5 separate regions of the Mus musculus genome follow, and regions 2, 3, 4 and 5 are each linked to region 1. A link is a contact called in public Hi-C, HiCAR-type, Micro-C and promoter capture Hi-C data. All regions are on one chromosome and are shown on one strand. The core of a region is the stretch at or near the end of the contact, and the rest is flanking DNA. Distances in the headings are between cores, read along the strand shown. Region 1 holds the start of Cdk1 (cyclin-dependent kinase 1). Region 2 holds the start of Ipmk (inositol polyphosphate multikinase). Region 3 holds the start of Ado (2-aminoethanethiol (cysteamine) dioxygenase). Region 4 holds the start of Zfp365 (zinc finger protein 365). Region 5 holds the start of Rtkn2 (rhotekin 2).

Region 1 (6,345 bases), core at 2,530-5,029:
GACTAGGAAAGGGTTCTTTTCATTCCTCCTTATGTCCCATAGGCCTCAGCACTGTTTAAAATACTACAGAAGGGGACTGAACACCATGTGACAGCCACTAGTCATTCTTGCCCACGGTGACCACACAGACCACCACCCAGCTTACATAAAACTCAGAACCAGTACTTAGAAAGACTAAAATGTACTGTGAAGTTAGCATAGATTATCTCCCTAGTCGACTCCCCCAGCACACCTGCACCCCAAACACAAGCATCTGGGGTACTCAGTTCAATAGCCTAGAGCACAAGGCCCTAGGGTCCTTAGCAAGAATCAGGATAACTAAAACCCTCCTGATGGAGAAGCACCTTGTGCTTCAGGTTATCCGTAAAGCATGCTTTCTTTTTTTTTTCTTTTCTGTTTTTCGAGACAGGGTTTCTCTGTATAGCCCTGGCTATCCTGGAACTTTGTAGACCAGGCTGGCCTCGAACTCAGAAATCCGCCTGCCTCTGCCTCCCAAGTGCTGGGATTAAAGGTGTGTGCCACCACGCCCAGCTGCGTGCCTTCCTTTTGCTGGTGCTGTGAGAAACACCCAGACAAAAGTAGCCCAAGGAAGGGTTTGTTTGCACTCAGGATCGGGGTTAGAGTCCAGCAGCAGCAGCAGCAAGAGCACAGGCAGTGGGAGAGTGAGGTTCACTGTGGCTTGACACCCTTCTCCAGTCACACAGTCCAGGATCTCAGGCAAGGAAGGCACCCACACTGGGGGAGGTTCCTGCCCACGTCAATTAATAGAGTCAAAGACAATCCCCTACAGGTGTGCTCAGAGTGATCCCAGATCCTGTCTAGGAGGCCACAAACACCAACTCTCACAGCACACTCATGCGCACGCGTACAGATGCATCTACGACTGCACTCAGTAAAGGTTTCTGTGTTCCACAGTAGCATTGTTATCTTCTTTTCAAAAAACATTCTGCTAAAACCACTTACCTTCTCCAATTTTCTCTATTTTGATATAGTCTTCCATAGTTACTCAACAGGTTACGACGGACCCTAAAATGAGGGGAAACAGTGCTGTGATTCCGTGCTACTAACTCAAAAACAGTCTAAGCATCATCTGGAAGACATCTTTTCCAGGGCCTCCCGCGTAGCCGGCAAACGTCAGTCATCCCAGATGGTCAGATGGTCTTGTTAGGGTTTAGCTGTTCTTGCAAGTGAGCCATTCTGAGCCTTCTCAGACACTGCGTTTGTATATTCTACACAGCCAAGGGCTTAGCCCCTTCACATGCACAAAGCAAGCAGGCCTGTCAAGCCGGCCACTGTGGAGACTGATACACAGCTAGCTAAAGCAACTTAGTGACACTATGTCTCAAAATTTACCAAAAAAAGCAAAAGGCCCTGATCCCCAGGGCTGAATTTCAGCACACTACTACCGTACTAAAATGGTGTACTGTTTTAGTTTTTCTTAAAATAATAAGAGTCTGCGAGAAGGAAGTTGTGCACGATGTAATCCTAGCACAGGGAAGAACAAGTTCAAGGCCAACCTGTGGCCTCGTTCGCTGCAACACTGTTTCAAAAGGAAACAAAGTACAACTGTAAAGTCCAACCACTAGGAATAACAGTTGTTGTTGTTGTTTTTAATAAAAGCATCTGTTTACCTTATAAGCATTCAATTCTCCAGGCAGTGGTGGCACATGCCATTAATCCCAGCACTTGGGAGGCAGAGGCAGGCGGATTTCTGAGTTCGAGGTCTACAAAGTGAGTTCCAGGACAGCCAGGGCTACACAGAGAAACCCTGTCTCGGGGGAAATAAACAAAAAACAAAAATCATTCAATTGAATGCTTCCCAAAAGCAGCCACAGACAATCCCACTCAAGGTACTCAAAGAGAAAGAAATGTCCATAAGCACCTTAGAAGAAAGAATGGAAGGTGTTGTGCTGTGCTGGCTAGCTTTAGGCCAGGTCACATTGTCACAAGCTGAAGTCATCTTGAGAGGAGAGAACCTCAGTTAAGAAAATGCTCCCATAGGATGGGGCTGGAGGCAAGTCTTTAGGTCAGTTTCTTAATTAGAGATTGATGGGGGCGGGCTCAGCCCGTTGTGGGTGGGGTCATCCGTGGGCATATAGGGTCCTGTGTTCTTAAAGCAGGCTGAGCAAGCTATGTGAAAGAAGGCAGGAAGCAGCCCCCTCCATGGCCTCCTGCCTCCAGGTTCCTGTCCAGACTTCCTCTGAGGCCGAACTGTGACGTGGAAGTACAAGACAACTAAACCCTTTCCTTCCCAAGTTCCTTTGCTTTGGTCATGGTGTTTCATCCCAACAACGCTAAGACAGTGTGTTTGCTAATCATGCTTTGAAAAATATCACGAACAAGGGAGAAACAATTTCTTGGCTCACAAAGAATGGTAGGAAAAAGGTGTGCCTTCTCCTTGAAAGCCCTCTGCCACGGGTGACAAGATCCTTATGAATGAGCATCAAGGAATGGCTGACCTCTCGTGAGCTGTTCCTTACAGATCTCTTTCCACAGTAAAATCAACTCCATGGGGTGTGGGGGCACAGCCAGGAATCCCAGCTCTTGGCACTGCACAAGGAGGCAGCGGCTCAACAGATAAAAATTCAGAAGGAAAATGTAAACCCGTCCAAGGGTCCTGCCAGGCATCCCACTGAACCCTGGGGATTCTCAGACACATAAGATTGACTCTCAACTATGGAGATTATGTTTAGGAAATTTCAACGCATCCCCCCCCAACCCCCTTTCTTCAATACAGAGACTTAATATAACTATAGAGCATTAAACGTTTCAACCACCTCTGCACAGACAGCAAAGAGTTAACATGTCTTGAAAGCTGGGCTTATTTCCTTCCAACATTTTCCAGTCTCCCGGGCCTGCTGTTAAAAGCTGCCCAGTGTATCCAAGTTGGGGGCAGGCGATGGTGGCCCGCACATCAGAACCTTCATCGGTATTTATGTTTTAAGACGATCAAGGACGCGAAGGCATCCGCGGTTCTCCCTCTCTCTCCTTCTTTGCCTGGGTACAGTCTGTGGCCTTAGCACAGGCAACTAAAAATAAACGATCCTACACTTTCTTGGTTCTGCACCTTGGTAGGAATAAGCTTTTTAAACGACCACGGGTCTGTTTCTCCGGCAGTACCGACTTAAGGCCTCCGAAGGCAGCTGGCCTGGTGCAGCCCAGCTCCACACTGGCAGCCAACAGGGCCTGGGACATAACTTGGCACCCCGCCCACACCCGGGCCCACTCCAGCGAGGCCCATCCAGTCTGCAGGAACCTGGAGCTCGCGTAGGGGCCTGCACGTCCGCAGGACCCGGGGCTCAAGTGAGCCTTGCCCTTCCATAAGGGACCGCTGGATCGGGTGAGCCCTGCCCCCCCCCCCCATAGGGATCCCAGGCTCCGGTGAGCCCTGCTCCTCCATAGTGTCCCCAGGCTCAGGTAGGCCATGCTCCTGCATAGGGGACCCTGGCCTCAGATGAGGACATGCTCATCCATAGGGTACCCCAGACCCCGGGCTCAGGGAGGCCATGCCCGACCATAAGGGATCCCGGACTTAGGTGAGGCCCTACCCGTCCACAGGAGACCAAGATCTCACGTGGAGGCCCTACCCGTCCACAAGGGATCCCCAGGCTCACATGGATGTCCTGCCCTTCCCCGGGGGAACCCCCAGATCCCGTGGAGCCCCCGCAGGCCCAGCCTGCACCCAGTCCGACTCACGCCATACCTCTCTGTCCCGGCTGGGGCCACACCGCAGTTCCGGACTGCGCGGACGCAGCAACTCCAGGAGCTTAGAGGCCGAGTGCCAGCAGTTTCAAACTCGCCGCGGTAAAGCTCCCGGGATCCGCCAATCCGATTGCACGTAGACGTTCAAAGGAGCCAATCAGAGCTGAGCTACGCTTGGGCGGGGCTGCCTGGGAGCGCAGAGCGCGAAAGGGAGCGGAAACCGCGGCCAGAGGAATTGCAGGAGGGCGGGCGCCAACTGACTCTTGAGCTCTGTTTTCCTTCCAATATCGTCCTGTTGTTTCTGGACAGTCTAATCTATTCTCTTTTTTCTCCAGCTACCTTTCTGTGTGTAATTTCCCTCCAAGACTAACACAATTCAAATGCATTGAATTTAGATAGCCAGCCACCAAAGTGACAGTACCACTACATCAAGAGCTTGTTATTAGCTGGGCGTGGTAGCACACACCTTTAGTCTCAGCTTTCGGGAGGCAAAGGCAGGGCAAATTTCTGAGTTCGAGGCCAGCCTGGTCTACAGAGTGAGTTCCAGGACAGCCAGGGCTACACATACAGAGAAACCCTGTCTCGAAAAACCAAAAAAAAAAAAAAAAAAAAAAAAGAGTTTCTTACTTTTATTTTGTTTTGTTTTGAGACAAGGTTTCTGGGTGTAATTTTGACTGACCTAGAACTTGCTCTGTAGACCAGGCTGGCCTTGAACTCACAGAGATCCTCCTGCCTCTGCCTCCAGAGTACTGGGGTTAAAGGCGTGTGCTGCCACCACCACCTGGCTATTGCTAACATTTAAAATTACTTTATGATTATGCCTTTCAAAATTCTATATTAAGCTGGGATAATATAAATAATATATAATATTAATATATAATATATTAGTTTACATATGTATGTGTGTATATATATGTGTGTGTGTGTGTATATATGTGTGTGTATATATATATATACATATATATATATATATATATCTGAGGATTGTGGCACACACCTTTAATATATGTATATATATAATATTAAGTTTCACTATGGAATTTTCAGACAATATTGGTCTGTGTTAATTCTTCTCATCCCTTCTCCCAGTAACCCTAGTCCCCGCACCTCGTAACTGCACGCCCCCAAGCCCATAGCCCTCTGTGTCCTATCACCATGTCCATGACTCTAATCCCCCCCCCCACTCGGGCAGCCTTTCCTTTCTAGTTGGAACCTTATATACACACTAACATATGAACATTACATGCTAGGATCCGCCTATGAGAAAGAACATGAAGTGTCTGTCTCTCTATGTCTGTGTCAGGTAACTTGATGTATTTTCCAGCTCTCCCGTGTTCCTGCAGATTATGTTTTTTTCAATGAGTTTTTAGCAGCCAGCAGAAGGATCACATTTAAAGTACCTTAAGAAGACAAGAGGATAGGAACCAATGAAACACTGAAAGACACCCTCAAAACTGAAAAGAAAAAATGCCAGCCTGTTTCTGTGATTATACACTTATGTATTCATTATGTATACAATGATAACACACTAAATGTTTTGACATATCTCCACATAAGAATGTTAAATATTGGGCTGAAGAGATGGCTCAGAGGTTAAGAGCACTGTCTGCTCTTCCTAGAGGTCCTGAGTTCAATTCCCAGCAACCACATGATGGCTTATAACCATCTATAATGAGATCTGCTGCCCTCTTCTTGTGTGCAGGCATACATGTGTGTAGAATACTGTATACCAAATAGATAAATCTTTTTTTTAAATGTTAAATATTCCTTAGAAATCAAACCTTCACAAATCTATGAACAAACAAAATGTCATCTGTTTTATCGGCTCTAAGTCAACACCAAAAGCTCTATCTTGCCACCACCCTCAGACCACATCCTTCAAAGAGGCTGTGCTCCACTTTGAAAAGATTCTCAACTCCTCAAGAAAATGAAGCAGTGTGGTGTGGGACCAGAGAGATGGCTCAGCCATTAAGAGCATTTGCGCACAATCATGAAGATGGGAGTTCAGATCCCTCCACCAACAAAACAAACCCAGCATCCTTGTAAATGCCTGTAACCCCAGCTCTGAGGGAGTCCACTCTGTCTTCTCATCTCCATAGGTTTGCATAGGTACTCGAATGCACACAACACACACACACATGTGCACACACACAGACATACACACATAATTAAAATAAACCCTTTTTAATAAAAAAAAAAGTGAAGCAGCATGACAGAGCTGAGGATAATGAGGGGCAGTCTAGGATGGCAGCTGTCTTTGCCTGGACTTCATAGGAGGAGGAAGGCACATCATATCCTCTTAGACAAGACTAATACAGGCTAGAAGACCTGCATCAGAATGAAGAATAAACTAGCTTATCGCATGGGAGCCCATGTCTGCTTCCCCCACTCCGTGATGGGTCTCTATTTGGCTTGACCCTATGCAGGTCTTGCGTGTGCTTCCACAGTCTCTGTGAGTCCAAGTGAGTCTCAAAGACATGGTTTCCTTAGAGTCATCCATCTCCTCTGACTCTTACAATCTTTTTGCCTCCTCTTCCGTATAGATCTGTGAGCCTTGAGGCTATGGGGGCTGATGAACACATCTCATTTAGGACTGGGTGCTCCAAAGTCTCTCACTATGGCCACATTGTCCAATTGTGAGTC
Region 2 (6,345 bases), core at 1,909-4,408, 2.0 Mb after region 1:
GCCGGGATGCCGGCCCGCACCAGCATCCCCCGAGCGCTCCGCAGGCCTGCGCCTGCCCTTGTGCTGGTCAAGGTGACAGTCCGGATAAGGGTGGCGGGGACCGGCCGCGGGCGGCTCACCTCGCACAGCGGAGTTGGAGCTGAGGCCCATGGCGCGGGCAGCAGGAAGGCCGTGGCAGGACCGCGCGAGCGAGCGCTGGGGACCGCGGAGACTTGGGCAAGACGCGACCTCGGGGCCCACTCACTGCCACTGCGCAGGCGCCGCGGCAAGCTGGGAGCGCGTGTGCCGGCGCGCCGGTAGAGTCGCGCATGCGCAGCTGGTCCAACCCGGCAGACGGGTGAGGATTTGACAACCGCGGGATAGCCTTAGGCGCCAAGGCGGTGACTGCGTCTGCGCCGCCCGGGCGAGCCTATCCAGGCCGGGTTTTACCGTCGGTCCAGTTGAGAGCGTTTCAGGTGACTCAGGACAAGTACCTGCAGGACTGTCGGCCGATGGCCTGCCGATCCTTTGACTTTTGGTAATAAGTTACACAAGGTGTGGCCAGCTCAGCTGTGGGTCCTGCAAATCTGACCAGCTCCACTGTGGGTCCCGCAAAGACAGATTTTGCCTTAGGATGCCAGTGCAGGCACACGGGCATCGATGGAGCTGTGTCTAGAGCTTCCTCTAGCCACATTGGGCCTCCATCCCTTCAGCCTCTGACCCTGCCACTCATGCATCCAGAAAGTCCCAGAAAGACAAAAACAAAAACAACTTGCTTCGGCTGGTGAAGCAGCTCAGCGGCTCTCTGCTTTCACAACGGTATGGTGTTTGCCCAACATGCACAACACTCTGCCTTCAATTCCCAGCATTGCCATGAATAAATAAACATAAGTAGACTGTCCACTTAGAAAAACGATTTAGAAGGCTGCAGTGGCTTAGATGCCTAGGACCAGCTTCTGCATGGAGAGGGGTTCTGAGAGAAGGGGTGCCTGGGAGCGGCGAAAACAAACGACTTGGGTCCAAGCTGGCGGCCTTGGTTCTGCTAAGATGGCTTTCCAAATTGCCCGCCCTCTTTCCCTCCTTCAGTCTGTCTCTCTCTCTTTTTCTCTCTGTGTTCTGCTCTGATGTAGACAGATTTTCTTGCTATTTTACAAATTCTGATTGAGATAGCTTTCTCTGCTAGTAAAACTAGAAGCTATCAGGAAAAACTGCTACAAAAAATTATTGGATCTTCAAACCAAGTCGGAAATTCTCTCAAGAAAATATTCTTGAAGAGCTGTTTTCGATCTCCAGAGATCTCCATACAGCTCTGCTCTCCTTAGAGGAAATTCTATTTTTTTTTTTTCTTTTGGTTTTTTGAGACAGGGTTTCTCTGTATAGCCCTGGCTGTCCTGGCACTCACTTTGTAGACCAGGCTGGCCTCGAACTCAGAAATCCGCCTGCCTCTGCCTCCCAAGTGCTGGGATTAAAGGCGTGCGCCACCACGCCCCGCTTAGAGGAAATTCTAAAGAACTGTTATTGCTGTCTGCTAGCTCAAAAGTCCTGGTTTGTTTTTTTTTTTTTTTTCATTTTTCTTTTTAAATTTACACCTCAATTCAATTATTTATTCCAGGTTCTCTTTTGATTATCCTATGAATCAGCATCCCCTGACCCCACCCCTTTGATTCTTAGGAAAACAGCAAGCACATGTTTTCTTTTAACATTGCAAAAGAATTCCGAGATCTGCCTGCTGTGTTACACACGGTTGCTAAGCTAGCTGGGTGGGATCAGCTAGCTGGGTGGATCTCCTGAAAAGACCATTTCTACCTGAGCTTGGATTTGCTGTGCCCCAGGCTGAACTTGAACTCAGGAATCTGCCTGTCTTTGTATCTTTCTGACAAGCTGGCTCATTAGTGCAGTTGTCTTTGCTCCTTTAGAGTCCTGAAGCCCCTCATAATTCATATTGCATCCTGAAGGTCCTGGGTTTACCATTTTGCTGAAACATTAGCCACACCTTTGCCTCCTGTAATACTCATGCTGTCTTAGATTATCATGGAGTCATTATCCTTAAGAGAGAGGACATTCCCTGAAGGGATGTGAAAACATGTACATTATTTATTACACAAACAAGCCTTATGCCCACAGAAGACACTGGACACTTTCCACGAAGGGCTCAGCAACATCTGGAGGCTCACACCAGGGCCCTGTACCAGCAGCAGGAACTGTGTTACTCTGTTTCCACCAGAGTTTGGCACTTAAGAGATTCAGCCTTGGGGCTGAAGAGATGGCTCAGCAGTTAGGAGCACACTGCCTGCTCTTCCGGAGGTCATGAGTTTAATTCCCAGCAACCACATAATGCTCACAGCTATCTGTAAAGGGATCCGATGCCCTCTTCTGGTGTCTGAAGACAGTGGCAGTGTACTGAGTACTCACAGACAATAAATAAATAAATAAATCTTTAAAAAAAGCATTATTAAAAAATTTTTTTAAAGGAGATTAAAAGCAATATATCTTTTGCATAGGACCTAAGTTTGATTCCCTGCGTCCTCATCGGTGTGCCCATAATGCCCGTTACTCCAGTTCCAAGAAACCCCACTCGTTTGGCTTCCCTGAGCACAATTAACAAGCTTAAGAAAAAAAAAAATGAATTAAGATGACTGTCAATGTCTAACACATAAACTTGTCATGAGTACTCTGAGGTAGTGGTCGGGCAGGGTGCCAACTGGAAGGTGTGAGAAGAGACATCTTCAGTCAGGATGCTTCTGTCTCTTTGATCTGAAAGGGCAGGGCGTTGTGGGAGGTCTGCCCCTAACCAGTCACCTCTCTGGGTTGCTCTGCTGCGGGTCTCCTAGGTCTAATGAGTTTTTCACATAGGGACTCCGGACGCCAGTTCGCTCCCTGAAGTGCTTGCTGGTAATGATGCAAGCAGGGGCATTTGAGACAAGTCCCATCCTGCGGCCTCTGAGCATGCTCAGTGCAGGTCGGCAGCGGGCTGGGACTCTAGACCCGCTCAGTTTGGCGCTGGTCTACCTTCTGGACGTGTTCCGTGGAAGGGGTGAGCAGGTCTGGTCCGGTAGCTTCTGCGCATGATCAGTGTGGAGCTGGCCCCGATCCAGTAGGGTAGCCTCTGGGCATGCTCGGCACCGCTGGGCGGGATCCTGGCGAGTAGCTGTTGCGCATGCTCAGAGTGGAGCTCGCCCGGCCGGAGCGCACAGGGGGCGGGCAGAGGCGGGGCCGCGGCGCCCTTATCCCGGGCGCGGGCGGCCGGGGTTCAGAGTGCGGGCCGCGGAGCGGGCAGCGCGGTCTCGGCATGGGTCCGCGCGCTGGGCCTGCGCGGGCGATGCCGCCCCGGTCCTCCCTGACGCCTGACGCCGAGTGTCGCCGCCCCGATGGCCGCCGAGCCCCCAGCGCTGCGCCTGCGGCCGCCGGGAAGCACCGGAGACAGCCCGCCGGTGCCGCGCCTGCTCGGAGGCTGCGTGCCGCTGTCGCATCAGGTGGCTGGCCACATGTACGGCAAGGACAAAGTGGGTGAGTGCGGCCTCGGGTCCCCTACCCCAGTCCTCTCTGTGCTCTGTCCCGGCAGTCCCCGGCCTCCGCCGTGCCTTGCTCTGGCAGTCCCCGGCCTCCGCTGTCCCCAGCCTCGGTGGTGTTGTGGGTTTAGCCGTCGCCACCCCTACAGTCACTGGTCCCCACTCTCCCCACCCCGGCATTCTCAGGCCTCCGGGTCACTGTCTTAGCTGTCCCCAGCTCTTCTGTCCCCACCCTGGCGTTCCCTGGCCTCCCATCCCGGTCACAGCTGTCTACGACTCTTCTGGTCCCCACACGGCAGTCCCCGGCCCCAGGCGTCCCGCAGCCTAGAGTCACCGGCTCCCGTTGTCCCGAGTGTCCCCTGTCCCCGGGGGTAGGAAGCCGGGCGCCCCCAGGAGCAGCCACAGGCTCCTAGTGGCGCGGAGAGGCGTGCCCCTTCGCTCCAGGGAAGGCGAGTGATGATTGGAGAAGGCGTTAGTAAAAATAAGGAACTTGGTTTTCTTTTCTGGACCGGGAAGTAAATTCTCTCTGGAGCTCAAGCTCTGTTTATTACCAGGAATAGTAATTGTTAGAGGGACCCAGATGCTTGATGCTAACCCGTCGCAGGAGGGGAATCAAAAGCAAACTGCTATATGTTTTTAAACTTGCCTTGGCTCATCCAGGATCACTCCCTGTCCCTTGAGAAGGATTCTCCAGTGTCTTTGATTGCGCTGGGAGGCGTGGTTCGGCGGTGCAGATCCTTGCCTCCTGGGTAGGCTTCACACTGGCTGTTCCCGAGAACAGTACACATATAAAATATGCATTCTTTCCTTATTCATCTTTATAGACTGTTCCCTGGCATTTGTTATGTGCTTTGTGAATTCAAGATTTGTAGAAACAGCGCAGGGTCCACTCCAGGGCAGAGACTGTAATTCAGTCCGATACTCACAGCGTTTGGGCACGGTAGTCATATGAAGTGTAGGGTGAACTTGGGACTCTTGTGGATATCTGACCCGGAACAACCGTTAGAGACGGTATGTGGGTATGTGTTTTGCTGATAAAGCGTTTCAGGTTTAGGCTGGTAAGGCAATAAATTTCTTTCTTTTCTCTCTTCAGTGGTATAGAGGATTGAGTCTAAGACTTTAGGTAAGAGCATTACCACTGACCTACATTCCCGAGGACTTCCTCTTTTTCTTTAAAGACAGGGCTCCCTAAGTACCACTTGGAACTCACTATAGCCTAGGCAGGCCTTGAACTTTGGATATAAAGCTGAGGGTATAGGCATGAACCTGCATTTTAAGACAAGCCTGGTTAAGCATCACACTGACACACTGTCCCAGAACCAAACCAACACCCACCCTTTACTGTGCTTGTGGGAAGCACACAGCCTGGAGCTCAGCTGCCATCAGGAAATGTTGAAAGACTACATCAGAGTTAGGAAACTGCACACTTGAGGTTCTTGGCTAAGATATTTCCTTCTGTGCATCATATCTGGAGTCTGCTTGACCCGAAACAATGGGATTCCTAAAGGCCTAAGAAAGTGATTAATTCCCTGGAGGTCCTGGAGACTATGTAAAAAACAGACCCAAATCAAGATCATCTGTGATTGGCACCTGGGACTAGCTTACAATGCTAGCGCCCTGTTTAGAGCCAACTGGTGAATAATTCCAGAGTGCCCTGATTGTGACTTTAAACCATGTCCCAAACAAACAGCCTGGAAAGAGCTAATTTCTCACCCGAACTGCTTCGTTGAAAAAAACGATTGAGATTTCAGAGAAAGTAGTCCCTAGTTTTGCTCTTAAGGGTTTTCTTGTTTGTTTGTTTTCAATTTCACTAGATTCTTTTGACTGAGAGAACAGGTTCTTGTGGTGCCCGCAGCCTGATGTTTGTTCCCCTTGGATTCTCAGATGTTTACACTGGAGACGGCACCAGTCCTCTTCCCTGCTCATAAATAGATAGCAAGGTAGTCAGCCGTTCAAAGTTCAGCCATTTTTATTATTCCCTTCCACTGTCACAGATGGGTCACATTGCTTTGAGCAGTGGTTCTCAGCCTTCCCAATGCTGCGACCCTTCATACAGTTCCACCTGTTGTTGTAACCCCCCCACCATAACACTGCTTTCATCAGTACTTCATGACTGATTGTGATTTTGCTGCCGTTATGACTCGTTATGTAAATATCCACGTTTTCCTAGGTGACTCCTGGGAAAGGGTCTTTCTGCCCCCAAAGCGGTCACAACCCACAAGTTGAGAGCCACTGTTTAGATCCTACCCAGCACACTGCCGAGGGGCCACCACCGCCTTAGTCCTCACTAAGCTGGGGAACACTTTGTAGAGGTTGTATTCATTGTCATGTTTAACTGCAGCTATACACTGTAACGGGGGTTTTCATTTTAGGATTGATCTTGTCTCAAGGACAGGAAAAGAAAATCATGCCACCCCTCATTGGTTGCCCTAGGGTTAATAGCTGCCACCTGCATTCTGAGTGCCCCTGGGCCATTGTTTTGGGGCACTTAACTATACACACTGACAGCATTCTGAACCTTTACTCGGACACTCCAGAGGCACACACTGTTTGTTTGTTTGCTTGTTTGTTTGTTTGTTTTTTGACCTGGGCTGCATCTTGTTGTTAAACCATGTTCATTTCTGTATAGATGTTCCTTGGCGGGCGATGTGACAGTTACCCTCATCAAACACACTGCTGCCTGGTGGCCTGGTGCCTCTGGGAGCTTCTCCTTTGCCCTGTCGTTCAGTCTTTGGAACAGTTGTCTTCGACCGAGTGCTCGAATCAGAATTTGCTTACCGGTTCCTCTCTGGTGAGATGTGCTTGTGTCTGCTGTAGCAGAAGATGTCTTAGGTCATTCCTGGACACCATAGCTCCT
Region 3 (6,345 bases), core at 2,774-5,273, 1.8 Mb before region 1:
ACACATTACCTAAAAGGCAGGGTTTTTTTTTTGTTGTTGTTGTTTTTTAATGTAATCAGCAGCATGTGGTAGTAAACCCATCAATTCTCAAAGGAGTAGGAAGGTATGAAAATCTTACATCGATATAACTGGTCACTGATAGAACTACAAGGTTGAAAAGGTTCAGTGTATTTAGACAGACAGACAGACAGCGTCTCACTCAGGATCTAGTTATTGCATTTATTATTCATCAGAACAGTTAAGTGACTTAACACCATTGTGCTCATTGGTCTTTTCTAAGAAAAGGAGAAGGTAACTTTTATCCTAATTTCTAGACCACAATCTATATTGTAGACCTACAGGGAAACACAACGGCAGAAGTTATAGCTAATAGTTTATGCATAGACGTGCAAGGATTTTTCTGCACATTTTATCTTAGTAACGAGCATATTCTTTCTCAAGTGGCTCATTAAAACATATTACACTGTTTTCACCGTAAGTTTACTCAGTTTATTAGTGAAATGACAGTTTCACTGTTCCTATTGAACTAATGAGGAACACAGTATTGCTGTTTTAGCTCAGAACAATTTCGTTACTCTTTTGAAAAGCACCTTAGGGTTTTTTTCCTTCCAAACTGCTTATAACAAACCTTTAATATTTCTCCTCCTTCTTTTGCAATGAAGGCCTTCATAATAATTGTTATTACTAGCCCAATTCCAGGCTAGACTTCTACAGGCTCCATGAAAGGACCTCCAGAGTATGCTGTAAAGTACACATGACTCTCAACAATCCTTGTAAAGGAATCAACCTTTGCTGCAATTCAAAATCTGTATGTGGCTGAAAAACCATATTCATTATTAATATTCTATGAAAATAGTCAAATTTAAAACCATCACTTCCTATCTAGATGTTCATACGAGTGGCTCAAAGAGCTGCTTCGAGAGGCTCCAAAGGCATTTTAAAGACCATGATCAGAAAGAACTTGAACTCTAGCAGCCATGGTGGAAGTGTTTGGGTGTTGCTCATGGTTTGTCAGGTTTAAAGCAGGTTTCCACTGGCCTGTTGTTCTCATTTTTATTAAAATGAAACAAACAAACAAACAAACAAAAAGCCACAAGCCAAGCCAGCAATAATTTGCTGTCTCGTACCACTTTAATGACTGCACCGGGAAGGACACCCCTTCAGCCTGGATGTGTATCCTGGATACATGGAGCCAAAAGCAGTTTGTTTCCCTGCCAGGTCAACAAACATTTGTCACTCATGACAGTAAGTCTCCATTTATTGCCGATATTAGTATATTCTATTGCCACATGAGCCATCAAGAGAGCTTAGAAGACAGCTGGGCACATCTGATTTCTACAGTTTGTCTTTATGAAAAGGCCTGTGATAAAAAGGAACCCTACACATAGTAAACAGGGGAAACTGGTGGTCCATGGTCAGAATCGATAGACACGTCTGTAAACATGGTAAAGGGGCTGAGCCTCCGCCAGCCATAATACTGCAGCAGCGCTAGGGTTTGCTGCAGTGTTGGCATAGGGTTTAGTCTCCAATCTTGGTGCCCTAAATGGCTAAATTCTCAAGCATCTATTCCATGTATCCATTTCATATGTGTGTGTGTACATACATATGTATATGTGTATATATACATATTCATATGTTATGTATACACACACATTTATATGATGGTGTCTTATGCATCCACGGTTCCGCTCAAATTCACTATGTAGCCAAGTCTGACCTTGACTTCTGATCCTCCTGCCTATATTTCCTAAATGCTGTGTGCTACACTTGGTTTATGTGGTACTGAGGATTGAGCCCAGGGCTTCTTGCCTGCTTAGCCAGCAGCCTACTTCCAGAGCCCCTCCCAGGGTACTACATGCTCTCTACCTCTTCCTGCAAGAGAAGGCAGTAGTAGGCAGCACTGGCTCTTGTTTAAGGGAGTGCTGGGAGGCTATCTCCCGGCAGCACAGCTGGAACCACACAGCTCCTCTGCAGGCTCCCTCCACAGAGAACGCAAAAAAACAAAAACAAAAAACCAAAACAGAACAAAACCAACAACAACAACAACAACAACAACAACAAACAGTCAAGAGTATCTTTCTCTTCTTTCCTAGGAAGAAGCTGGAAGTAAATACGAGTATGGAATTCAACAGGTGGCCAGGGCCTTTACATTCAGTTATTTGGAAGCATAGCAGATTCCGCTCCTCGGAATCGTCTGGTTAGAAAACACATAATTATTGTATCATCTTTGAAGCACGTCAAGGAAAAAGTCAGCTGAGGATAATAATCGTCTTTGCTTTAAAGGCAAATCCCCAATAGCAACAAAAAAATTTGTTTAAACGACAGATCTTGAGACCCAAGGGAAAGACGAGCTTTAAGGGCCTGACAAGAGAATTCGCGTATGTGACCTTCTTACTAAAGGTTACCTGAGTACACCAGAAGTGGCTACCAAGCCAGGGGAGGAAAGACATCGTCCTCAACACGCACAGTTATGAGGGTGAACCCCAGTGCTAGAAAGATGTCTTTTCAGAACTCCTCACTTTAGATGCTGAGTAGTTTGTGTGTGTGTTTTAACCAAACGAATAACTAAAAAAAAAAAAAAAAAAAAAAAAAAGAAAACAAGAACAATTCAAGGTCATGCACAATCAGTAATAAATTAAACTATTAAGGAGCAATCGTGGGCAGGAGAGAAAACAAATCTGAGTCACCGAAGGGAAGAGGGATTCAAAACTACTTAGTGTATTTTGTAGAGAATGAGAAACAAAAATGGTTTCATTATGGCTTTAGGATGGAAGCGCTTTAGGGTCCCTGCCCGGTTCCCTTAAATCAAAGCCTTGGTGGCACTGAGGATACCAGGAATCAACCTAGCCTTCCGCCCACCCGCCCCCATAACCGTGCCCGGTGGTGGCTGTACTCCAGTGGGCCGTGTTCCCCAAGGTTCCTCAAGATGTGGCGCTGGTCACTCCAGTAAATCCATCGTCCAGGCGAGGGGGCGGAGAGAAGAGCCCTTATGGAAGATAGAGGGCAGCCAGGCCTTTCTTGAGCAGGGCAGGGTACATCTTTGGCCCACAGTTCCCCGGGCGGCAGGAGCTTCAAGGTAGGACCTTGGGGCCTGGATAGGGCTCTCCCTCGCACCAGAAGTCGTCGGCCTGTGGTGTCTCCAGGAGCCACACTTCTCGGGGAAGGTCGCAGGCAGAGCCGGAAGCCTCCTTGGGTCTGATGGGCTCCACTACACGGTAATAGTGGCAGTCCCGGCCGTCCTCCGGGTCGTAGGGTGGGGCCAGGATGTCCAGGAAGGCAGCTGGCCCGTCCACGGCATCAATCTGGTGCAGGTTGTCCCGGTGTGGAGTGAGCACGCAGGGCCCACTGGCCTCGGTGTACTCGGCCCGGGAACGCAGCACGCCCGGTCGCACGGCCTCCCGCTCCAAGGGCTGCAGCGGGGGCTCGAACTGCTGCTCTGGCGGCGGCCGCCGATGCCCGGCCCCCGTGTCCAGCTTGTCCATGCAGCTGATGCGGACCGTGCCGTACAGCACCTTGAGCATACCGTGCATGCCCGGGTGGTCGTGCAGCGGGATGCACGTGCCGCTCTTGAGCAGGAACACGCCCAGGCTGAAGCCCTCCGTCTCGTAGATGTGCATGTAGGTGACCGGCGGGAGGTTGCGGGGCAGCGGCTGCGGCAGCGCCTTGCGCGGCGCGATGTTGAGGTCCTCGGCGCGCACCTGGGTCAGCAGGCTCTTGAGCAGGCTCAGGTTCTCCGGGAAGCCCGGCGCCGGCCCTTCGGAGCCCGTCGAGCTGCCGCGGAAGGTGAGACACGCCTGGCGAGCGATGCGCTGGATCAGGGAGGCCATGTTGTCGCGGGGCATGCTTGGCGCTTCCTGCGCGGCTCGCGGCCGGCCCGTTCCGCCTCTGCGCCGCCCCTTGCGGTCTCCGGCGGCCGCCACGGCTACCCGCGCGGACCCCCGCGCCAGGCGGGAGACCTCCCCGCAACAACCGGCCAGCGGGGCGCGCGGGGCCGCCTTGCACGGTCGCCCGCTTAGCGCGCCAATGGTCGGGCGCTTGCCCGCGCGCGAAGGCGAGTGCGCACGCGCACGGCCGCTACCCGCACTCACGCTCCGGGGCCCAGACAGGCGCTGGCGCGGGCCGTGCCAGGCGCTGCCTCACGCGCGGAGCTCCATTCACGCGGCCCACACCAACGACTACAGCCGGGCGCGGCGGGAGCGCCGCAAGGCACGCTGGGATGTGTAGTCCGAGCCTGCGCTTGCGCGGGGCACGAACGCGTCCTGCGGAGCAGGGGAAACCAGGATTTTTTTAAGAACTTGGCAGAAAGCGAGCAGCGCGTTCGTTTTGCAGAGCCTCAGGGTGTTTACTTGTTTGATAAAACTGAACTATTATTGCAAGAGATATAGCCAGTTAACTACAACTCCCGCCATCCCCGCAGTCGGGGTGACATACTTCCGGCAGCTGGTGGAGGCTTCTCGCCGCTGGGAAAAAAACGGCACAAGAGGGTCGTTAACCTTCTTGTGCCGCTAGGGCCTGCTGGGTCACTCGGGGTCACCTTTGACCCTTGCTCCCTAGGAATGAGGTTTCGGGGTCAACCTTAGCTGCTCGTAGGCCACACTGTGTGCGCCGTGGAGATCTGTGGATGGCGCTTGTCTATTTTTCTGTTTCTTAGGAGGTGAATGGGGTCGGGCGGGTAACCAAAGCGGTCACCCAGCACAGCTGTGCGCAGCTGTTGTTTGCCTCTGGGCCTGATGACGCTGCTCCTTGACTCACTGATAGCGGGAAGCTTTGAGAGGCCATTTGCTACAGCCAAGGGTTCTGTATACTAGTGGTTATCCATCCGTAGGGCGCCCGAGAAACACCAGTTGAGGGGCAAGGGGCGTTTTGTCAGAATAGATTATCGCTGTCATGAGTCTCTAGAGCAATGCAACTATCGGGCTGGTTTATGAAGTTAGGTCACCGCAGAGTGATTATTCTCTGGACTTTTTGCAGACGTAGGTGGTGGCTGGCAAAGGAAGATAGTAGATATTATGAATTTAAATCTTACCCTTGAATTTAAGGTCTTCTTGGACTTTCAGAATTAAACATGGGTTTATAACTGCAGTGGCCCAGGAAATCCTTTTCAGTTAAGAAGGCAGGCTTTTAGTGTGTATGTGTGTGTGGGTTTTGCATCCTAGCCAGTAAGTGTGGTATTCCAGGTACCTTGTTAAATACATTAAATAATGAGTTTTATCTTAGTAATACCCTCACAGAAACTTTTAAGACGTAGGCACTGACTGTATTATTCCCCGCCTGTACACGAGAGATTAATTTGCAGGTGCGCATTTGGAAAAGACGTAAGTGCAACTTAACGAAACACAGTTTGAATTGGTGTAAAAGGAACCAAGGGACACAAGGACGTAGCTTCTGCAGCTTATTGTGGTGCTCACAAGCTGTGGCTTTCTGCACAGCGTACCTTTCCAAGTCCTCAGTTCATTCCTCCAAAGAATGCTGGGTTTGATGCATCCAGACTTCTGAGTCATTGTTTCTCACCCAAAGTCCCTCGGTAGCTTAAAGGGCGATTCTAGACGTTATACCCCAGGGCTTCTGATTCAGTATTGGGGTGAAGGATAGAATTCTGGTTGAGAGGTGCCCACTGAAGTGGTTCGAGGTTCAGCACCCATGTTGGGGGGGGTGTCACTGTGAGATCTGTAAATGGTGAGCCAACCCCATTTACATTCCACAGTAAGAGCAACTATTTGGCTACGTAAATGGATCCTTAAGATTACTTGTGTTTGAGCCGGGCAGTGGTGGCGCACGTCTTTAATCCCAGCACTCGGGAGGCAGAGGCGGGCGGATTTCTGAGTTCGAGGCTTACAGAGTGAGTTCCAGGGATAGCTAGGGCTACACAGAGAAACCCTGTCTCAAACAAACAAACAAACAAAAAGATTACTTGTGTTTTAGAAGCTGGTGGTGTGCCATCCTTAAATGCACTATGGAAGTTCATCATGTAAGGAAATCCCATGCAGTTTATTTGTAAAGTAAGGAATATTTAAGAGAAAGTTCTTTTGTTTTCACATACAGATTTTTTTGCTTACTGGCTTTACTTGTATAAAGAGTAGTTAGCAGGAGAAACAGACACCAAAGAGCACAGACCTAAGCAGCATACAGCCTGCTTGATTTCCACGCCCCCCACCCCCTCTTTAATAGTTGTCTGCAGTTACATGAAGGAAGCTGTATTTCATCTGTCAACTGGAAGGTTAGATACTTATGCAAATGCCCAATGATGCCTTTGGGAACAGAGTAACTACCACAGGACAATAGGTATTATTAAGATTTTTCAGTGGCTACAAGTTACCCTTTAGAGACCAATAGGTTTAGGCACTC
Region 4 (6,345 bases), core at 2,437-4,936, 1.4 Mb before region 1:
GAGTTAGATATTAATCAGATTAATGCTGCCACCTTGGTCACCATGTCCAAAGAAGATGAACAAATACCAAAGCTTCCTGCCTCCTGGTACTCCTGAACCAGTGAGGAAGGCAGCCAAGACATGTGCAGGGGATGCTCACCAAACCTCGCTGAGCATCTGCTTGTAACTTGGGGAGGGGAGGGGTCGCCCAAGGAGGGGTTAGCATCCAGTTTCATCAGCACTTACTCCTCTTTCCTCAGGAGCTCCTCCTCGGATTCCGTCAGACGCTGCTTCAGCACTGCGATCATTTCCACGGCCACATCTACCTGTTTGTTCAGGGCCCGCTCTCTCCTCTGGACCTCCTGCTTCTTCTGAGTCAGCTGCGCAAAGGCTGCCCGGACTTCCAACAGTTCGGCGGTTTTCTGGGCCAACTCTTTGGTGAGTTTGTCGATTCTCTTCTCGATGGTCCTGTCCACGGCCTCTACCATGCGATTGAACTTTTCTCGGACGTGAGCCTCGAAAGCAGCTTTGGTATCTTGGGTGGGGAGACCAGGGCTGGCGCAGGGAGCATCCAGAGAGTCAGCCCGGATGTCCACGGCCGTGTAGGTCTGCACATAGGACACGGGCCTCTCTGCCACCATCTCAAAGGGTTTCGTGTCCTTGGAGTGCCCGTGGGAGATGCTGTACAAGTTAACATAGCTCGACTTCTGCTTGGTCACCTTTGCGTGGCCCCGGAGTACTTTTCCCTGCTTCGGGAGTTCCGAGGACCTGAGAAGCTCTGTGTCCTTGAGAGAGGGCAGGAGGCTGCATTTTGTCAGGAGGGTCCGCTCTTCGTAGCTGTGACTGAATTCCAGATGGGCCCTCAAGGATGACAAGCTTCTAAATCTGGTATGGTCTCCACACCTCGGGCAGCGGAATGGCAGGCACACAGCGACATTCTCCAGCGAGTCCTGCCAATGGTACCGGCTTTCCTCAAAAGTCGTCTGTTGCATCACTCTGAAAGTCCTGGGAGGGAGAGAAGACCCCAGTTTACAGGTCTGTCAGAAGCTATTGAACTGACACTGACTGATAATCATGGCTGCCCTTAGGTGACTTTTTTTTTTTAATTGGCAAAGTAACGGGTTTCACTGAGTCAGTTTCAAGCTTACATTTTTCTACAGGTTCTCTTCCCCAGCACTTTACTACATCTCTCTGTCTGCCTTTCTAGTTGGTCCCCTTTCCTCCCATCCCAATATACACCTCTACTTTCAAGTCACATATATTCTATTACCCTCCCCCTTTCTTTCCTTAAGAGACCTGTTTATCCAGTGTTCCTCTTACATGCCCTGAATCACCCGAAAAAAATGCATACACACACACACACACACACACACACCAAAATAGAAGTTAAATTCTAAGATCACTATTTGAGAGGAAACAACACAATACTTGTCTTCTGAGTCTCGCTTATTTCATTTAACATGGTGTCCAGTTCCATTCATTTTCCTGCAAATACCAAGCAGATGGTATTTTCCTTAACCGCTGAATAAAATTCCATTTTATATTTGCACCATGTTTTCGTTATCTGTGCTTATGCTGATGGGCGGGCATCTAGGCTGGCTCGAATGCTTAGCTACTGTGAACAGTGCAACAATAAATATGGATGAGAAAGTATCTCCGTAATAGAATATAGAGTCCTTTGGGGATATGCCCAGGAGTGGTATAGCTGGGTCATATGATATTTCTATTTTCAGTCTCCTGAAAAACCTCCAGGCTAATTTCCATAGTGACTACATCAGCTCAGCCTTCTTGGGTTAAAGCAACTATTTCATATATAATATTTAATGTTGATTTTTATGTGGAAATTGAAACCTAAACCCCTTTGTCAAAGGCAGCTACATCTACTCTCTTCTGTATCATCTGATGCTTCTACTGTATGGTATTTCTGCAGGGTGGGATACAGATGCTAGGGCCTGAATTTCTAATCCAGCAACAGCCTAGCTTAGCAAAGGTGGCTAACGCTCATATGCAGATGAAAAGCTAGAGAGAGGAGGTGAAATAATAAAGCCCCGGAGAGGAAGGAGAGTGGTCCAGAGACAGAACTCAAGTTTATTGCCCTCCTGAATTTGGCATGCTACATAGACACGGGTCGCACATAAATTGTGAGTCCATTGGCAGTCTCTTTTCAAGTCTGTGAAGGATGGATCAAACTAAGCACAGTGGCTTTAAACACATCAAGAGCTGAATATTCTTCAACCAAATGTTTTTTTAGATTTTTTTTTTAATAAATAGCATTCCTTATTTACTCTGTGAGTGACTCTGTCTGTGTGTGTGTAGGCTGGGGAAAACTTGTGTGAATGGGTTCTCTCCTTCCATCATGTGTGTCCTGGGGATTGAACTTGATTCATCAGGTTTAGTGACACGCGTCTGCTTGTCATCTTGGTTTGTTCATGCCGTTAATATTTTTAGTTACTGGTATGATGACATACATCAAAGCGTTAACATAACAATAACGATCTTTTGAAATTTGGAAACCCGAAGTGTCCGGTATTATTTGATATAAACAGGGCCGTGGCCAAGATCCTAAGCTAATAGAATGTTCTGGGTGGATGCGCCTTGCCTCTGATGCTGTTTTTAGCGCGACAACTTCTAGAGTGTTGGAACCAGGTGGGCGTCAGCATAACTCCTCCATAAACAGGAAGTTCTTGTTGCCTCTGCATCTTTATCCCCTTTGCCCTAGCAACAGATGACTCTTACAACCCAATTTTGCAAGGGTCGTGGTACTTATTTCCTCCAAGAATGGCAACAAGGAGCACTGGGTCCCACAGGGAAGGAGCCCGGATCTTAGGGTGCATCTTAGAGTGAAGTGTCTGTGTTACACCCTTATCTGCCTCCAGATGCTGAGATAGAAATGGTGCCTGATCCGCCAGGCAGGCACATTTTCCAGGTTACTAAAGTCTCTGGACCCCAGCAAAGGAGAACCTTCCTGTGCTGCGCTGGGTTGGTCAATAGGATGCAAACCCTGGCCCAGCCTAGGGCTGAAGATGCTTGCAATGGAGTGCAGGGATAAGAAGAGAGGATTCTATAGCAGCAGTGGGGGGGGGGATGTTTGGATGGGGGAGACGAGATATACCACCCACCCCCAGCAAAAGGCTTTCATCCGCCCAGCGGAAACCTAGGGCACAGGTTAGCAAAAAGGGTTTCGATTTCCTGTGCAGAGCTGGGCAGGCTGGGCAGCACCTGCGTGGGGGTCCCGGCTTTCCTAGCCCCCGCTCCCGCTGGTGACTGCGTGGATTCGTGCTCACGCGAGTTCGTGCAAGTGGCTGTGGGGAAGCCAACGGTCCCGACTCCCCAGGATGCTGCGCATCCGGGACCACCTCCCCGCGTGTCGGCGGAGCAGGGGGCGCGGGCGCACGGCTCCAGCCGAGCCCACTTACCGGACTTGTTGCTGCCGCTGCAGCCGCCGGTGCTGATGCTGCGGGAGCCGTGCGAGCGGTTTTCAGCAGAGCCGTAAATCAGGCTGAGCCGGGTCGGCTCCCACGCGGGACGAGCGGCGACCGGGGCGGAGCGTGGCGCGGGCGGGACACGGGGGCGGCGCCCGGGGACGCGAGGCTGGTGCTCCGGCCCCGGGCAGCCACCCCTGGGTCCACCCCATCGGGGCCCCTCTAGCGGGAGATCCTGGGCCTTTCCCTTCACTCCAGCTCAGGATTCCGCTGACATCACGGGGAGGGATGCAGGATGGTCCCTGGGGAGGGAGGCGGGGACACGTGCCAGTCTTGCCCAGCCTAGTCTTGCTACAGGCCCAGGCAAGTGCTCCCAGTTGCAGGGGCGGCGAAAGTGGGCGTGAAGATGGAGCCTAGCTGGCTAGCCCCTGGAAAGAGCTGCCAGCAGGAAGGCTCTGATATTTATTTATATTAGAACTTCATCCAGGCAACCTGGCGGGGGGGGGGGGGGGGCACAGGACCAGCTTACTCCAGCCGTGGAAGGTAGTAGTGTCCTGGGACTAAGTTAAACAAAACTAAAGATAATAAAAGTGTAGAAGTTAAGAAACATAAATGCCAAACCCTGAGGCCTCCTCACTGAGAGGATGCCCCCAACACTAGTCTCTCAGTGGAGGAAAGATTTAGCTTCTGAGAAATCTCATTTCCTAATTGAAATTTCGGGATGTGTGTGTGTGTGTGTGTGTGTGTGTGTGTGTGTGTGTGTGTGTGTGTGTGTGTGTGTGTGTGTGTGTGTGTTATTTTGTTAAACCTGCTTTTAAGGGGCTGGAGAGATGGCTTAGCAGTTCAGAGCACATACTGCTCTTGCAAAGGACCTACACTGCTCGAATCAGCTGCTGGGCTGTCGTCAACGTTCTTTCACTGATATTCATACTAAGACTTTGATGACAGGTGCACGCCTGTAAAATTCAGGAAAGCAGTACCAGAGAGTGACTCCTACAAAACGGGGGTTGGCAGCTGCGCAGAGGCTTGCTCTCTCAGAAAATGTTATGCTTCTTGCGGTCACTATCTTAGGTCACTCTCTAAATTGAGCACGTTTATTCCAACTGTTTATTAAGCTGAAAAAAAAAGTTTGGTCTGAGTGTGCATTGCACACAACCAAGAGTCAGGGTGCACCCATCATCTTGAACAGCAGGAAGCTAATTCTGACTACCTTTGGGGCAGGATGCTAAGTATGACCTGGGAGAGTCAAGGGACCCAACGTCTAGAACTCAGCCCTCTCCCAACACTGAGGCAACTTGTTTGCCTTGCTTGGTCCCGAAATGTCTCCACTTCAGGTGAAGCGCGAAGACTTCCTAGGGCCATTTTTTTCTAACAATGGCATAAATATTATCACATTCTTCATTAAACCATATTTTACATTTATCAATACAATTTCCATATTAAATTGCATCGTGACAGAATGATTCGATAAAGAATGATTTTAGATGAAAGTAAAGGAGGGAAATCTTTTCAGGTGCAAAAGAAAAAGAATAACTCTTCCTTAAGAATACCTTTTTAAAGCTCACCTCTAAGTAGGCCAGTGTGACAGATGTCAGTGAAAAGCCATGGCTACTTCACAATGAGCTGAGGGTCGGTGACTTTAAAACAAAGCCAACACCTACAACCAGAGCCACAAGGGAGTAAGGCATGTTGGGTTTTCCTGGATGCATATGTAGTTCTGGCTACTTCAATACACAAAATGTTGTATTAACATATCCACAATCAAAGAAAAAACAATGACAGAGTTGAAACAAACAAAACAACAACAAAAACCACTTTATATCCTCTCTCATGACTTGTGCCCTTCTGACTGTATTCCATCCTAACCACCCAGTATTACTCTCCTTTGGGTCCCCTTTTTGGAATACTGAACCCACTGTGAACAATGTCTTGGGGGACTATGGGAGGGACTCCAGGAGAAAAGGCAGATCGTCATTTACCTCAAGGGCATCTTGTTCCCTGGATTGTTCTGGGACGTGATTCCATGCCCACTGTGACAAACATTTACATTCAGTTTATACGACAAGCTTATTCTTGTTGGATGTCAGAACATAGCTATAGAACCCAATCTGGTCAGTGTACTCTGATTCTGGATACGGCCTTCTGCCTTGCTTTCGTGTGTTCCCAGATGTAGCCTTTAGTATAGGCCAGGTAATTGTGTTTAAACAGGCCCAGCCTGAGAAAGGGCTGTTAATCTTCAGTGTGTGCTTACTGGTATTTATTTACACGTTTTTCTGATCACGTTTTCTGAACTATAACAACCTTCCTCAGATCATTCCTTTCTTTGTTACATTGTGTATAAAAAGACACAGAAACTGAAGTAAGGATGTCTTCAGCATCAAACTCTAGTCCGCCCTGTTCTTTCAGAGCCTCAGATTCCAGGTCCAGCAGGGAAGATCTGCACGGGTCAACTGTAGAGTCAAAATGCTTCCTACAATTTAGACTATCTTCACACTTACACTTGCCCCCATATATTATAGACTGGGACCTGCTTATGAGGAAGAAGAACTGGTTTATTTCTGAGTTTGGGTAGCTTCGCTGAATACACTTTCCAGGTCTAGGCATTTGCTTGCCATTGCCATGATTTGTTTTCTTTACCACTGAACAATATCCGGTTGTGTGTATGTATTAACTCCTCTGTATGCTTCGACAGTTAATAGACATCCAGATGGGTTCCATTCCCCCACTGCCCTGAATAGAGCAGCAATAAACATGGATGTGCTAGTGTCTTTCAGATGAGATGTAGAGTTCTGGGAGCCCTAGAGCTGGACCGTTGGTTGTTCTATTTGGCTGTGCTAGTCTGAGCTTGGACCAGCAGTGAATAAAGTTTCCTCTTTCTCTACACCCTATCCTACATCTGTCCGATGTCTTGATGGCAGCCATTCTGATTGGGGTTGAGGTGGTA
Region 5 (6,345 bases), core at 2,493-4,992, 1.4 Mb before region 1:
AAAAAAACCAAGCAAACAAAAAAAAACAGGACAGCTATTAGCATTCTTGTTTCACAGGTAAGAAAACTGAGCAGCCTCCCCGGTGTTTAGGGCTAGGTTCCTCAGACTCAGCATCCTATATCCTTTGTAAGATTATATGTTGCTTCAGCTGCTTGTAGATTATGGCTTATTCATTAAAAGAATCTCTCTCTCTCTGTGTGTGTCTCTCTGTCTCTCTATCTCTGTCTCTCTGTCTCCCTTTCTCCTTCTTTTCCTCCCTCCCTCTCCCCTGCCCTTCTCTCTTCCTTCTCCTTCCATTTCTTTCATCTCCTTTCCTCTCTCCCTCTTTCTCCTCCATTTCCTTCTTTCTCTCTCCCCATTTCTCCTTTTTCTTTTGTATATCATACAAAGTACAACTCCTTTACAGAGTTCATTTTAATTCCATAATCTACAAGATGAACTTAAGATGAGTAAAGAAAGCCCCAAAGCAATTTTCATTAAATTAATAAATACTCTTTTTATTTATTCATTTGCTTATTTATTGGGGGTAGGGTGGGCATTCGTATGTAACAACACTTGTGTGAGCAGAGGACAACCTATGGAAGTCAGTTCTGTTCTTCTACCCTGTGGGTGTCAGAGACAGGTCTCTGGTTTTCAGCCTCGGCAGGAAGCCAGTTTACCTGTTAAACTATCTCAGTGGTCCTCCAGGATAATTTTCAAATAGGAGTCCTTTTGAGATTCTTCAGTGACATAAAAACAATATCAAAAGTTGCCTGTTCTGTAATAAACTATGTTTTTTAAAAAAACAAAGGGTCTGGGTGCAGTGTGGCATGTCTTGAATCCCAACACTTGAGGCAGAGGCAGAGGCAGGGGGATGTCTGTAAGTTTCAAGCCAGTGAAAGAAGAATAATCTAGGAAAACAGACTTTCTGACACTTATTGCCTTATTCAGTTGCTTTGTTTCTATCACTATTTAATTATGAATTAATCTCAATATGTTGTAGCTAGTATAAATAATGCCCACATGATAATGGTATTATATAATGATATTATAATAATGATCCTATTATTCAACCTCCAGCTGAAGGAAACCCAAGCATGTGGGTGGCTACCTAACATATCCTTGGAGAGCCTGAGGAGAGTTGAAGGATGCCTCAACTTGGCTCTCAAACACTTAAAAATAATACTTATTGAGGCTGGAGAGATGGCTCAGTGGCTAAGGGAACTGGCTGCTCTTCCAGCCGTCCTAAGTTCAATTCCCAGCAACCACATGGTGGCTCACAACCATCTGTAATGGAATCCGATGCTTCTTCTGGCGTGTATGAAGAGTGACATTGTACTCACATACCTTAAATAAGTAAAAATGAAATAATACTACTTATTATTTTCTTTTAGTTGTAAAATAACTACCTTGCTAGATAAATAAGTTCTCAAATGACTACAACTACTTCTTGTGAACTCTTTAACCAGTTTTATTTTATGTTTGACAGTGTCTCTTGAAACCACAGGAGCCTCACCTCACTTTGTAGGCAAGAATAATTTGTAACTTTTGGTTGTATTGGCCCTACCTCTGGAGCACTTAGATTATTGGCATGTATTGCCACGCCCAGTTGAAGCCAAGCTGGGAGATGAACTCAGGACCTTGTGCAGGCAAGCATCCTGCCACGTGGGGCGCATCCTCAGCTACCACTCTTTAAGCTTCTGGCGTGTTGATGGCTGGTTCTATTTTTATATGCATTGCAGACATCAAAGAGAACTATGTTTGCTGAAACTAGCAGTAACAAAAAAGAAAAAAAAAAAGCTTGAGGATAAATAAGGAAACAGAAATCCTATTCTGAGGTACTTTAATCACCAGCTGGCTTAAGCACTTCCGGGACACATCCCCTGATGACTTAGAAAGAGATAGGCCCACATCATTTCTTCTACAAAGAGAAAGGTCTTTCATAGCAACTATCTATAGTCTATAGGTAAGAACCCACACACATCCTCTTCTAGATTTCTTCCTAGGATTATTAAACCTGCGATACTCAGCCACCAGTATTTCCACATTGGTGATCAATTTGAAACTGGTGTATCATTTTGGTTTTCTCTCTCAGGGTGTTTTAATCTGAGTTTGAATACAGTGTATATTATGTGGTAAACGCTGCATGTCTGAAGATCATCTCTCTGTGTCTATTTCGTCTGTGTGTGTGTGTGTGTGTGTGTGTGTGTGTGTGTGTGTGCATGTTTTTGTTTGTGAGTCAGGTGTAATGCCCAGTTCCTGCAGCTCATGTTTGTAGTGCATAATTGCACCACAAAGCAGCAGCACAAGAGACTTGTGCGCTAGGTCAAAGGGCACTTCATGAGAATGGAATTCAGACCTGGGTTTGGAGGCACCTGTGTGAGTTGAGTGTTGGTAATTTTGAGTTTCTTGTGCTTTTACAACGGTGGGTCATTACAGACTGCAAAAGTAAGAGGAAAAGCACTCCTAACTGGATAGCAGCTTCTAGAATCACCTAGTCCAGAGCCTCTCAACCAGGCACTTATCCATTTGAGAGGAAGGAATATATACATATACATATATATATACACACACACACACATATATGTATGTATACACACATATATAAACATACATGTATATATCATATATATTTATATGCATATAAACATATGTATATATTTATACGTATATGCATATATATTTATACATATATGCGTATATATACATACACACAAATTTTCCCTCCCCCCCTCTGTATTCAGTGTAGGGGGGCGGTATGCCCATGTCCTGGCGCATATGTAGATATTACTTTTGGGAGCTGGTTCTCTCCTTCCACCACTTGGATCCTGGGGATTGGAACTTAGGCGGGGAGGTTTGGCATTAGGTGGGCACCATTCCTTGCTGAGCCATCTCACTGGCACACTCAGTTTCTTTTTAAGAAGTCCATCTTTCAACTGACTGCTTTAACAAGGAGGTCTGTAAGTAAGATGACCATATCATTGAAAGTCCACTTTGGAACAAGTGAGATGTCCCCAAAATAAACAGGGTCATTCTGTTTATAAAAGGAGCCTTGCCCAGGCCTTTAATGAGGGTGGTGTAGGAGAGTTGATTTGGTAGAGTCTTCCCTCAGGAGGAAAATGTCCAAAGCCCTACACATTTCCGGTACAAGATATGTCAAGGGGTAATTTTAAACACTTTACAAGGGTGTGTACATCCTCTAATTAAAAGTCTAAGCTGGATAGTTCAGTGGTGGACCAGTTGCTCACTGTGCTTAAGGCCTCGAGTTCAGCATTTCAGCATCTCCCCTTCCTCTTTCTTAATAAAAGCCTGTGCTAATAACGACCAGGCTTCTGGATAGTGTTGTCTGCTGTCACTTTAGAAGCGAACAAACCCGGGGACAGAAGTACTCGCAAAATGTGTCTGTCTGCCCAGCCTTCAAGAGCATGATCTTTGAGTGCAGCCATGTTTGAGAGACAGATAATGGATCCTTATATCCCTGATTGGTCTGTCGGGTCCGGTCAGTTCATGCCTTTAAACAACTTCGGGCGGGATGCAAGAAGAAGGCGCACTTTAAACCTGACAAGAAAACCACCTGCCAAAGATTTCTATGGCGAGCCTTCTCTAAGGCTCCACCCCGCCCACCAGTTGAGGCCCCGCCCACTAGCCGACAAAACCCAGGCGGGTTCAGGCCCCGCCTGCCACAGACCCCACCCACCCGGACTTGCTCTTCGTATTTAGGCCCCGCCTACCACACAACAGGCCCCGCCCACTCCCCGCCCTCGCTTAAGCCCTGCGGTAGCAGAGGGTCTGTTCAGAGTCTCGGGTCTCCGTGCTGTTTTAAAGACAGAGAGGCTCCTAGTACGCTTGCGCGGCGTCGTGGGCCGGGTTCCCCTGCAGACCAGACTTGGTACGGCCGAGCGGTTGGTGCAATCTGCAGCTGCAGCCCTGGGGCGCGCTTTTCAAATCGGCCGTGCCTTGCACCGAGATGGAGGGGCAGCTGCTGAGGGGTCTCGCCGCGCAGCAGGTGAGCGAGGCAGGGGACTGGAGAGCTGCAGCCTGGGCCGAGACCGAGAGCCGGGCGAGCTCCGCGGCTTGCACGCCTGAAGGGTGCACCGAAGGAGGAGAGCGAGGCCGGGGGCAACAGGAGGACGCCGGGGCCCATCCCACCTGCCGGTCTTCCAAGGCTTGCAGGGGAGGTGATGCTCCGGGAGTCGGTGCTCGAGTTGCTCCCCGGCCCGCGCAGCTGGGCGTGTAATGCAAGGTGCTGCTTGTAGCCGTGTGAGCCAGCATCAAACTGTGGGGCGCCGCGGGGTGAACGCTCAAATGGCATGTTCTTAGCTTTCCAGGAAGGTGTAAGTTTAAACATGGATACATGCACAAATACTAGGAAAAAAGGAGGACGAATCCAGTGTTTGTTTGTTTTTTAGCTATCTAAAATATGTTCAAAATCTTTTACACTTAGTGTAGTCGAGAATATTTCTTGGGAACCCCAGTCAAGTGTTAAAAGTATTCTTCCTGTTCATTATTTTAGTATTTTAATGAAAAGAAACCCCTTATATCCTTGTAGCGACATCTTCATTTTAATTTTAATTTTCACCTCTTACCGGCTCCTGAAGTATAGTAGTTCGAACCATATACTCTTGCCAGATTTGTGGGTCGAGGCGAATACTGCAGGATCATAGAATTTCTTTAGTAGATGCAGTATTGTTAGGAAGTCCTCTGTAATTCTCTGGAATGTTGAGCCAGGCTTTGTTTGAGTTATTGTGCAAACCATATTAGTAGTCACAAGACGTGTTTGCTACAAACATACACAAAACTTTCAACTTTCTTGTGAAATATTTCTTATTTTTGTTATGTATTCTAGGTATCCTATTTGCCTTTGTCAAAGGGTAGCCTTGAACTCCTAAAACTCCTCTTGCCTCCACTTTCCTACTATGGACTTTATAGGGCTGCCACACCGAGCCTGACTTAAGATGGAGTGGAGCTGGGTTCTAACCCAGTGCCTTGTGCATTCTAGACAAGCCCTCAATCAGCAGAGCCACACCCCACGCCTATGTTGATGGTTAACACAGCCTCTATTTCTACTGAACTAAATGGAGATCTGTTAAGTTTCTTTTTTTGTTGTTGTTGTTTTGTTGTTTTGTTTGTTTTCGAGACAGGGTTTCTCTGTGTAGCCCTGGTTGTCCTGGAACTCACTCTGTAGACCAGGCTGGCCTCGAACTCAGAAATCCGCCTGCCTCTGCCTCCCGAGTGCTGGGACCAAAAGTGTGCGCCACCATCACCCAGTATCTGTTGAGTTTCTTATGGGGATTGTGTGAGTGCTGGTGTGGCCATCCAAGTGTGCTATTAGTGCGACAGTGACATTCAAGAATGCTACAGAAGAGAAAAGAGGATAACAGAGCTGAGTGTATGGAAGGGAAATATGTGTGTGTGTGTATGTGTGTGTACATATATATGTATATATGTGTGAGTGTGTATGAATGATGCATATAATTTCAATATATATAGCAAATATATTAAGGCTTATTTATGTAAATATGACAAGATAGTAATTTCTAATCCTAATATCAAAACATAGAATTGGCTTTTGTTTGGGTCTTGAAGATAAGCAACAAAATGTTAATGGGTTTCAACTTCACAGGAATACTGAGTCAGGAGGAGGATTTTATACTTGACTAACAAACACTGTGTTCTTAGTTTATGTGTCCCCCGCCCCCAATTGAAATCTGTGATCTAACAGGGTGAGGTCAGAGGTTTAGTTGTTAGCCCTCGGCTTCAACCTCAGTGGTGTCTCGACTCCTCACGCGCTGCATATTGGTTCTGGAGTGAGGTTGGGGTCAAATCCCATTCTGCTATGTAATTCTCAGTGACCGACGGGTGGTTCTGAGTCTAGTTTCCATGGCTGCAGAACAGTTGATGTGCCTGTCTTGGATAGTTGTCAGGAGCACAGGCATGAGAGATGACTGGTTTTTTTTTTTTTTTTTTTTTTTTTTTTTTTTTTTTTTTTGGTTTTTCCAGACTGGCTGTCCTGGAACTCACTTTGTAGACCAGGCTGGCCTCGAACTCAGAAATCCGCCTGCCTCTGCCTCCCGAGAGCTGGGATTAAAGGCGTGCGCCACCATGCCCGGCGACTGTTTTTATTACATCCCTTTGCCTACTCCTCTGAGCACCTAACCCTAATTGGTCTTCCTGGTAAAGTCTAGGCTCCTATGAAAAAAAGTGCAAGTGGAAGTGCAGTTTGAGAAGAAACAATTCGTCCTTGTAAAGTGCTCTCAGGACACGAATTACGTTTCTCTGCACTTCAGTTTCCTAGAATGGTTAGTGTTAATTTTTTTTTTCTTCAGTTCATGGGATATTGTTTAAGAGATGGAGATTGGGGCTGGT

Evidence for each region. Promoter capture Hi-C pulls out the DNA fragments that hold promoters and counts their contacts. A called contact is a pair of places that touch in the nucleus more often than the background predicts. HiCAR-type assays count read pairs that join an accessible place to other places.
Region 2: a contact with region 1 is called in a Micro-C map of the G1E-ER4 cell line. The contact joins the promoter of Ipmk here to the promoter of Cdk1 in region 1. A contact is called at or near these places in 4 of 39 promoter capture datasets (cranial neural crest, embryonic stem cells, liver and 1 more), 5 of 484 Hi-C or Micro-C datasets (CD4 T cells, the G1E-ER4 cell line, embryonic stem cells and 1 more) and 4 of 115 datasets of contacts at active chromatin or transcription factors (astrocytes, epiblast stem cells, large pre-B cells and 1 more).
Region 3: a contact with region 1 is called in a promoter capture Hi-C map of liver, with 2.6 times the contacts expected there. The contact joins the promoter of Ado here to the promoter of Cdk1 in region 1. A contact is called at or near these places in 4 of 39 promoter capture datasets (the 3T3-L1 cell line, hippocampal neurons, liver and 1 more), 1 of 484 Hi-C or Micro-C datasets (the G1E-ER4 cell line), 2 of 115 datasets of contacts at active chromatin or transcription factors (astrocytes and large pre-B cells) and 2 of 9 other capture datasets (adipose tissue and liver).
Region 4: a contact with region 1 is called in a HiCAR-type map of astrocytes, with 4 times the contacts expected there. The contact joins the promoter of Zfp365 here to the promoter of Cdk1 in region 1. A contact is called at or near these places in 2 of 39 promoter capture datasets (hippocampal neurons and pre-B cells) and 1 of 115 datasets of contacts at active chromatin or transcription factors (astrocytes).
Region 5: a contact with region 1 is called in a Hi-C map of B cells, with 6 read pairs. The contact joins the promoter of Rtkn2 here to the promoter of Cdk1 in region 1. A contact is called at or near these places in 5 of 39 promoter capture datasets (the 3T3-L1 cell line, cranial neural crest, hippocampal neurons and 2 more), 1 of 484 Hi-C or Micro-C datasets (B cells), 3 of 115 datasets of contacts at active chromatin or transcription factors (embryonic forebrain, embryonic stem cells and large pre-B cells) and 1 of 9 other capture datasets (liver).

Annotation. Positions count from the first base shown.
Region 1 is chr10:69,349,133-69,355,477 of GRCm38.p6, forward strand. Cdk1 (cyclin-dependent kinase 1) reads right to left here and starts at 3,780. Exons shown (of 8, transcript NM_007659.4): 1 at 3,704-3,780; 2 at 964-1,026. The coding sequence starts at 1,000.
Region 2 is chr10:71,344,605-71,350,949 of GRCm38.p6, forward strand. Ipmk (inositol polyphosphate multikinase) reads left to right here and starts at 3,159. Exons shown (of 6, transcript NM_027184.2): 1 at 3,159-3,486. The coding sequence starts at 3,348. Cisd1 (CDGSH iron sulfur domain 1) reads right to left here and starts at 245. Exons shown (of 3, transcript NM_134007.4): 1 at 120-245. The coding sequence starts at 150.
Region 3 is chr10:67,544,932-67,551,276 of GRCm38.p6, forward strand. It overlaps Ado (2-aminoethanethiol (cysteamine) dioxygenase), which reads right to left and starts at 4,024. Exons shown (of 1, transcript NM_001005419.2): 1 at 1-4,024. The coding sequence starts at 3,842. The coding sequence ends at 3,072.
Region 4 is chr10:67,908,976-67,915,320 of GRCm38.p6, forward strand. Zfp365 (zinc finger protein 365) reads right to left here and starts at 3,687. Exons shown (of 5, transcript NM_178679.2): 1 at 3,396-3,687; 2 at 226-984. The coding sequence starts at 971.
Region 5 is chr10:67,975,828-67,982,172 of GRCm38.p6, forward strand. Rtkn2 (rhotekin 2) reads left to right here and starts at 3,743. Exons shown (of 12, transcript NM_001359319.1): 1 at 3,743-3,985. The coding sequence starts at 3,947.